Linked DNA regions of Zea mays: regions 2 and 3 are each linked to region 1. A link is a contact called in public Hi-C data. All regions are on one chromosome and are shown on one strand. Each heading gives the region's core, a stretch centred on a gene start, on an enhancer-like site or on the middle of the called end of the contact. The rest is flanking DNA. Distances are from core to core; before and after follow the strand shown. Region 1 holds the start of LOC100279845. Region 2 holds the start of LOC100272500. Region 3 has its middle 38 kb from the start of LOC103633102.

What was found. A called contact is a pair of places that touch in the nucleus more often than the background predicts.
Region 2: a Hi-C map of tassel shows a contact between it and region 1, with 4 times the contacts expected there. The contact joins the promoter of LOC100272500 here to the promoter of LOC100279845 in region 1. A contact is called at or near these places in 4 of 25 Hi-C or Micro-C datasets (ear, endosperm, leaf and 1 more).
Region 3: a Hi-C map of leaf shows a contact between it and region 1, with 5 times the contacts expected there. The contact joins the enhancer-like site here to the promoter of LOC100279845 in region 1. A contact is called at or near these places in 2 of 25 Hi-C or Micro-C datasets (both in leaf).

Annotation. Positions count from the first base shown.
Region 1 is chr7:149,969,557-149,972,602 of Zm-B73-REFERENCE-NAM-5.0, reverse strand. LOC100279845 reads left to right here and starts at 1,607. Exons shown (of 1, transcript NM_001317844.1): 1 at 1,607-3,046. The coding sequence starts at 2,002. The coding sequence ends at 3,003. It also overlaps a transcript of LOC103633096 not described here.
Region 2 is chr7:149,780,649-149,783,694 of Zm-B73-REFERENCE-NAM-5.0, reverse strand. It overlaps LOC100272500, which reads left to right and starts at 1,433. Exons shown (of 5, transcript NM_001146969.1): 1 at 1,433-1,850; 2 at 2,445-2,565; 3 at 2,688-2,963. The coding sequence starts at 1,573.
Region 3 is chr7:150,115,075-150,118,120 of Zm-B73-REFERENCE-NAM-5.0, reverse strand. It overlaps the pseudogene LOC103634271. Among protein-coding and RNA genes, the nearest start is that of LOC103633102, 38 kb to the left of the region's middle. Within about 2 kb of position 1,595, at least 13 of the 20 cell types and tissues checked have an H3K27ac peak or open chromatin away from gene starts, as enhancers often do. A contact at or near this core is called in leaf, where this site is marked.

The sequences.
Region 1 (3,046 bases), core at 358-2,857:
AGTCACAAGTGGCCATCAGTGGAGAAATCTTACAGTCCTGTAGTAATGTTTTATATGAAAACTAATATGGACATTATAGTATTATTGCCCATATCTCCCCAGAAATAAAGTGCCAGTCGTGTAAGTTTTTGTTTCTTTCCTTTTTCAAAACAACGAGAAAGAGCATATATTAGGCAAGAATTAACATCGTCTGCCCGTAGCTTATGTCAACCACTGTTTTGAGTGAATTTGTATGGTTGATGAAGCTATGTGTGCATCTCGTTACTTCGTTAGGAGCAGTTGAACGCGGAGCACATCTGCACAGGTTGTGTTTTGAACACGTGGAAGTCAAATGATTGGAAGCAGGTTGACCTTTGCTGTTTTGTGTGTGTGAAGACTATCCTTTCCTGTATGCATGATGGAAGACAAAATTTATGATCAAAGCAAACGAATAGTGACGACTGTTGGGGCGAAGGCAAAGACGCCACCCTTCGCTCGAGGCCTTCGCTGCAGTCGTTGGTCCAACGGAGATAAAACGGACAGGGACACCCTTCGCCCCACATGACATCAGACGAAGGCCTGCGACGAGGTCATTCCACCATGCGGCCTTGTCCAACTCGGAGGCCCACGTGTGATCCGGCCCATTGTAACGGGCTCTGCGTGGCCGCTGCGTATTACGGGCCTAATCTGTAAAGGCATCCCTGTAATTACAGTCTGTAACCCTGCTTTATGAGAATATTCTGGGGATAACCTAAGTGTCTGAGGGCACATGCGTCCTTAACACGAGACGCTGGGTGCTCAGACACCTATAAATACCCCCGCACAGTGCCCGTGAGAGACTAGGTTAACAGAGCTATTGCCATCTTGCGCGAGAACCATGTTTACGTCACCACTCCCCCCGTTGGATCCCCTTGCGGCTGAGAGCAAGTTCCAACAACGGCCAATTTAGGTGTATGATTAGGGTGGTAATGGATTACGATCAAAATGTTTTTTGTACAATAAAAATTGTTTTTATAATAAGTTAGGGTTCCTAATAAATTTTAGTTTAAAAAATAATAGATATAGAGTCTGATTCTAATCTGATTTGATCCTTAAATTTTATGGGTACGCGCTGTTGTCGTGGTTATTAGTGGCACATAGTAAGCAGATAGTAACGTTGGTGTCGCTTATTCAACAGTTCTCGTGGCCTGTAGGAAACGTGATTACCATGCTAATTTATCTGGCAATCAGTGCGAACGCATCGTCATGTGCTAAATACGCTTGACAGATGCCCCTTTGGTCTGGGGTATACGCACGTCGCGATGAGGCTCAGCAAGTAGTACCCTACTGCGTCGGGTTTTTTTTGGGAGGGAACCAATTAGTGCGGCTGCTTTCCGAAGTGCCAATACGTCGGTCACATGGCCTTTTACCACCCGTTTTGAATCTGCGGCAGCAAAAGTTTGCAGCAATTGCCCGACAAATTATTGCACCAACCTGGAACCTTCACCTCCAAGTCGCCTATTCGCCGGCGTGTATGTCCGTCCATAATGACATACAGTATCCTTGTGGGTTGTGGCCCCCGATTCCGTCGCCGTCTCTCTCGCCATAAAAGAATTGCCTCGTCCATGCTCCGAGCGAACCAAACCCTCTATGGCTCTGTCCAGTAGTAGCAATTTGGATAGAGATATATGCCAATTGGCAATTGCCAAAGAAAAGAAAAGAAAAATCTCTCTCTCGACCGGCCTGGCATCAGCACACGTCCACACCTAACGGCGCCAATTCTACCATCCATTCCAATAATCCAAGGTAACCGAAAGCAGCAGCGGAGGTCGCAAGAACACTTCCCTCCTCTCCGGATCAATCATCGATCAGCCAAGCCCCTACAAAAAAACCATCGCCACATGTTGGCTAATCCCACGACGCACTGATATTTTTCTTCCTTGATTGTCTTGCTGCTATTTATAATCGATCTCCAGCTTACAGCGACGTCCAGGTCCAGGTCTGAGCTCGAGGCACAGGACTCCCTTTATAATTTATCCATCCATGGCTTCCTCCAATTCCAACAGCAGCAGCAACCCGCTGGAAGCCATGGGCGCCTTCTTCTCGAAGCAGGTGGACCGGCGGAAGCTGGTGACCACCGAGAAGCGGGCGCTGGCCACGCGGCTGTCCTCCTCCGGCGACACGTTCCCGGGGTCGGAGCACCGGCCGGCGGACCGGAAGCGGTGGATGGCGGAGCTGGGCGCCGACAAGCTGCGCGTGCACCAGGTGGTGTGGCCCGGCACGCACGACTCGGCCACCAACAAGATCGGCGTGCCGCTGGTGACCCGCCCCTTCGCGCAGTGCCAGTCCATGTCCGTGTACGAGCAGCTGGCCATGGGCACGCGCGTCGTCGACGTGCGCGTGCAGGAGGAGCGCCGGGTCTGCCACGGCATCCTGGCGACGTACCCCGTGGACGTGGTGCTGGACGACGTGAGCCGGTTCCTGAGCGAGACCGAGTCCGAGCTGGTCATCTTGGAGATCCGCACCGAGTTCGGGCACGAGGACCCGCCGGGGTTCGACAGGTTCCTGGCCGACAAGCTGGGCGAGCACCTGATCCCGCAGGACGAGGCGGTGTTCCACAGGACCGTCGCGGAGCTGCTCCCGCGGCGGGTCATCTGCGTCTGGAAGCCCCGCAAGTCGCCGCCGCCCAGGCCCGGGGACCCGCTGTGGAGCGCCGGCTACCTCAAGGACAACTGGATCGACACGGACCTGCCGGAGACCAAGTTCGAGAGCAACCTCAAGTTCCTGGGGCAGCAGCCGCCGGTGGCCGGCCGGAGGTTCTTCTACCGGGTGGAGAACACGGTGACGCCCAAGGCCGACAACCCGGTGCTGTGCGTGTGGCCCGTCACGAAGCGGATCCACGGCTACGCGCGGCTCTTCATCGCCGAGGCCTTCGCCAAGGGCCTCGGCGACAAGCTGCAGGTCTTCTCCACCGACTTCATCGACGGCGACTTCGTCGACGCCTGCGCCGGAGTCACCAAGGCGCGCGTCGATGGCACCGCGTGACGTGACGGCTTCGATCGACGAGCCCGTACGTACGTACGTGTGC
Region 2 (3,046 bases), core at 184-2,683, 190 kb after region 1:
GAACATACCTATATGTTTCGTACGTAGAGATGGCAACAAGTATATACCCCTGTCGGGTAGTATCATCCCATACCCGTACACAAAAAATCCTACACATCGGATTACCTATATAAGGTCACGGATATAAAATCTTACCCATACCCACGCGGGTTACTTGTACCCACTAGAAAAGCCTAAAATACTAATGGACCAATCACCCAAAATGTCAAACAAGCACATAAAAAATAACTTCAAATTAAAATACAACAAACCATATGATTACATAGCGTAATAAGTAAACAAACAATAATCGAAGAAGTATTTTCTTTTAGCTAAGATGGCTTTGATTACATGGTAAATAGTGATATGTTGCGAATATATTTTATCCCATGAGTACACGGGTATGGTTAGTACCCACCTATACTCGTATCTAGCTGTCCAACGGATAGAAGTTCTCGCCCATTAGGGTAGCTTCATCAGCTTACTCATCTTTATACCCATAGTTAAACTACACTCTATGAACAGTACACTCTATAGTGCAAAATAGAATTTTGGGTGACCATATAAGTGAATTGATGGACATGGTCTTAACATACTCGCGGGTAAAGATATCATTCTATACCCACTTTTATATCGGTAAAACCTGTTAGATATTAAGATTTTGAGTATCCATTGCTATATCTATTTGTACATGATATATGATGTATAACACATAAAATTGGTGGTTTTAAGTAGCATAGATAGAGATGATGGTTTTAAATAGTAGAGATAGAGATTTCGGGTATATGTAGCACGAGCCAAGCAAATATGCGCTACGAAGTGGGCTAGCTGGCTAGCCTATACGTCGCGCGGGACAAAAAAAAAGGTCATCAGCACGATGCTAAGCACAAATAACCCATCAAATCCATTAGCACGAACCGTTTGTGGCTAATCTTATTTATTCTAATCTAGTCAACCATATGTATAAAACTAACTCGATCATAACTTTCAAGTTAATTTCGAGTTATCTTAAAAAATGAGAAAAATAAGAAAAATAGAAAAAATAAATTATTTCGATCTCTGTTACCAGACAGGTCTTAGGCCCCTCGATACGGTACGGCACAATAGCCCATACGATACTGCACAATAGCTCTGTACGATCTATTTAAAACTAGTCGGGTCATGTTTAGACTTATACTTTGGCTCACGAACACAACGCAACCCGATATTTATGTGTGTTCTGTCTTTGGTCCGATTAAACCAGCAAACCAGCACGACTCAGGCCGTGGGAGCACGACAGCCAAGTATAGCTGCATGCGACTCTAGTCGGCGTATACGACGCTCCCTTGAACCAGCATAATTCGGGCCAATCTGAAAAGCCCACCAAATTTTTTGGCCTATCAGAGAAATGTGATGGTTGGTCAGAAACATAAAGTGGGCTCTATCAGGATGCGGGTGATGCACCAAAGCCCTAGCTCGGCTCACTTGCTTTCCTGGCCGCCGTCTCCTCCGCGGCTCTTAACGCCGCATCCACTCGCCGGTTCTTAACGCCGCCCGCCGCCTCCTCCGCGGCTCTGCCCTCCCGCCGCTGCCGCCGCCTACCCAGGAATCAGGATGCGGGTGAAGAAGCGGTCGAAGCACCGCAAAGCGGTCAAGTTCTACGCCACATGCTTCGGCTTCCGCGAGCCCTATAAAGTCCTCATCGACGGCACCTTCGTCCACCACCTCCTCACCCAGCGCCTCCTCCCGGCCGACGAGGCTCTCCGAGACCTCCTCTCGGCCTCCAGGACGCCAGCCCTCTTCACCTCCAAGTGCATCCTCGCAGAGCTCAGACGTCTCGGCAAGTCACATGCCGAATCATTTGACGCCGCGCAGCTTCTCACCACAACCAAGTAGGTTTCTTTCTTTTCACTTTGCAGCTAGTACCATTATTTTTTATTGTCAGCCCCGAACTTTCAATTCTGCTCCACTTGACTTAATCCTGTTGCTACTTGGCTTAAAGTTCACCGCTTGATTTCTTCTCCGTCACCTCTGTCGCGTGAAACATTAATTTGATTTTGTCAAAGCCAGAGAGAAAAAATTAGAACATCGTTCAGTTCTGTAATGTACTCACATGAACATAATTATCGAGTTCATACTTCAGAGAACCAAATTGTAGTTCTTGCATGCTACTTGGAGTCTGAGTAACCAATTTGGTTGTCTGGAACTGGAAGTGGAACCTAGGCCGCAGTTCGAATTTGTGTCACTTCATGATTCATTTTTATTTTTGGTAGCCTTTGTTTGGCCCAGGGCCTTTCACTGATGCTTTTATAGCCTTTGTTTGGCCCAGTTCGAATATGTGCTTTTTTTTAGGTTTGCTTGGACCCATCTCATGTTTGTTTGAGGAATAGATCCATTCCCGAATCTAGTCTTTCATTCTCAGCTTGATATTTGCATACGGGATCATGATCACTGACTTGTTTTCCTGGATTTCACGGTGTTACTAGGTGTGAGCATGACAAGGTGGTCGGTGCAGTTAACTGTGTCCAGTCACTGATAGGTGATAAAAATCCTGAACATTTCTTCGTTGCCACCCAGGATCCTGGTCTCCGAGAAAACTTACGAGAGGTATTGATAACTCTCATCTGCCGTGTGTAAACTCTACTTTTTAAGAAAATTGAGTGGATCATATCTACGACCTTGTCTGGGTCACAGCAATTTGCTCATGTACTTTGTATACTTCCATGTAGATTCCTGGGGTTCCTGTGATATATGGTCTGAAGAACTCTTTATGCATAGAACGGCCCTCTATGCAGCAACGCAAGTTTGCTCAATTGGATGAGGAGAAGCGTCTCAATATGGATATCTCTGAATACAAGAAGTTACTGAAGGCTGCATCAGAAGGAAAGACAATTGCCAGTGAAAATGGAAGTGGCGAAGAACAACATGAGATGCCTATTAGTTCTCTTGTAAAAAATGCACTTCATGTTACTGATAAAACCAAGTTTAAGAGGAACAAAGCAAAGGTTATATTTATAGCCATTGGTATCTCTTGTTATGCGATTGACTATACAATGTTTATTATCTAGTAAGCATAAGTTCACTACAC
Region 3 (3,046 bases), core at 346-2,845, 150 kb before region 1:
ACCGCTGTATAGATGATTGACCCATGTGCAAGTGGAATATTGTTGATTATATGCCCAAGAGATATTCATGATCCATGAGAATGTAATTGACATTTAGGGTAAAAGCCCATTAATAGAGGTTGACTATATATACGAAGACTGATGTGGTAGAAGAAAAGACATGTTCTAGCCATCGTCGCCACCTCTCCCTACGTTTTGTGGGTGCGTAAGCCGATGTCCTTTCTCTCTTTGCGTATGTGGTGCTAGCACACTAGTATCGTATCATTTTATTGTCTCGTATGTATGGATATCATGAAGACATTGTCGTTGTTGATGCGGTGTTGCTCAACGACAGACGTGATGAGCACAGATGAACGTGTTGTAGGGGCTAATTAATATGCGACGCTCTTCTTCTACCATGTTGCATACGGTACTATAACATCAACCGGAAGTAGTTTTAGGACTCATTTGGTTTGAGGGACTAAGGACGGATTAGTTCCTCCATTTTAGTCTCATTTAGTCACTAAATTAACAAACGGTAGGATTAAAATAGAACTAAACTGATTTAGTCTCTAGCTAGTCCCTAATAAGGGGTGACTAAAAGGAACTAAATCATATTAATTTCACCTTTTACCACTCGTTTATTTCAGTTACACTAATGACGGGGAATGATAAGGAGTTTTTTGGTCTTCTTATGATTTATTTAATGCGTTCTGAAAATTTTTAGTTTTTAAAAATAAACAGGATATGGACTAAACTTTAGTTCCCTAATTAAACTTTGCTCATGGGACTAAAGGAACCAAACAGGCTCTTAATCGAGATAACAAGATTGATGAGTGGTACGCGTTGACACGTACTGAATCATGATTTACAGCGCGTGATAAGCTGACATGTTCAAGTCAACAATCCTCGGGATCATTTCAACATCACATATCACAGCGCATTGGGAACTAGCTAGGGACGTACGTACTTACGGCTGAAAGCGGAGTGAAGCTTCAAACTATTCGATTGGATCCGATCCATATCAGATTCCACTTTTTCTACGGTACTGTTTATCTCTATAAATTGCAGATATATCAGTTTAAACAATCGGCTTTAATTCAAAGCGAATAAGTTAACTCGGTGGCGAGCCTCCTAGCTGATGAAACAAACAAGAAAAAGGAAATGCATGCAAAGTCTGCGTTTGTTGGCCCGTTGGCCGGACATATATATTTGGTGAGGTGTGCGCCTGCATGTCCATGGTCGAAGTCGATCGAATTCACATCTCATCTCTAGCATCGGTAGGTGGACAGCGGCACACTGGATGATCTGGTCTCCGAAACAGAAATACACGTCTTCGTTCGTGTTGAATGGGACAACAGGCGGGTTGCTGCTAATCTATTCTGCGCGCGCGTACGTGGAAGTGAGGAAGCAGAGCTGAGCATCACGGCACGGCGCGCTAGCTGGCTCCGGTCCATCCATCATGTCATGTGTGTGCCACCTACCAGAGCATGTCCATGCATATGCGCAACATTGGTGGTTCACTGGTTCCTGCGTCGTGGTCTCGTGGACGTGGACTGCAGTGTCGCGCTCGCTCCATGGACCGTGGCCGATTGTCCGCGCGCGGCGGCTTCGGCTCGGCTGTACCTGGCCCGGTCGTTGGTGGTTCCTGCCTCTGCCTGCGTCCGGAGCTCAGTAGCTAGGATCAGGTACGCGGCACCTGCCAGGCGACTGCCGTGCCGGCCAGCAGGGTCCACCGTCGTATGTATTCCGCCGGCGGCTACTTGTTGTCTGCCTGCTGCTGCTATTGCTATATGGCTGCGTCGTCGTCTGCGTCACCTAACCATGGGCGTGCTGTGCTGCTTACCAGACGCACGTACGGGGTCAAGCGTCTTTATTATCCGTTTGTTGTTTGACGAATTCAGCTTAATTCAGCTGGGCTGGACATGCGTGGAGTGAGCTGCGAGAGTACGCCACAGTACGTAGTACGCTCCTATAGTCCTAAGCTATGGAATAGTTCGCTAGCATCAGTCGCGATTTCCTACTACTATATTTATTCGATCGATTACTCGCCGTGGAAATAAAGTTGAGGAGGACAACTAACATACGGTTGTTGTTGGTCACTTGTTAAACGAATTATGGTTTATCATTATCAGTACATAAATGAATGTAAGAGATATTAAGAAGTTTTGAATATGACAATTAATTGTGTACACATCAATACAATCTTTCTTAATATCGTCTGGGATGATGTTGACATGACAGTTAAGATTTTACTAAATGAATTTTGGTTTATATCTTTATCACATACATGAATATAGTTATCAGTGATGCTTCTTCTTTCTCTCGATCTGGTAATCGCTCGATCGCTGGGCTTTCGCGCGCGTGTAAGCTTATTATTAATTATTACTACTCCGTGATCCGTATTATATATGTGTCCAAAAGAAAATGACTGTGTTCGTTCGTCTTCACCTGCAACATTTTCCATCGTGGATCGGAAACGGATACACAAGTACAATCTTTGACAAGAAGCAGCACACATCTATCGTCGAAGCTTACTATTATTATATATAGAGGGCAGCCGCAAACAAGAAAAGAAAAAGAACAATCGGGAGTTTGAAGTTTCCATCAAGTGTTGAAGCAGCACGCGCGGGCATGCGATCAGGGCGTACATACTGACTGAGCGTGTTCGATGGTACACGCTGCTGGCAATTAACAACAACGTGAGGCCGCCGCGCCGCCGTCATCAGCCGTGTCTGAATGCACGCACGCGCGCGCGGCCACACAGCCGTCGTCATCAGCTCGCCAGTCGCCACCAACTGCGGCGGCGGCGGCGTGCCTCGCCCGCCCGTTCTGTTCCCTGGCCGGCTTTCAGCTAGCAGTTTAATAACCACGGCCGATCGATCGATGAGCTAGGAATTTAATACGGCCGGATCGTCCGAAAATTTCACCTACTACCCCTCTCTCTCTCTCTCCCACCCGGTCCATGCTCGAGAAGCAGCGAATGGGTCTCCAGTGTGTATGTGATGCTGCTACTCGATCGATTCATCGTCTCTGGGATGATGACATGACATCATCTACAAACACA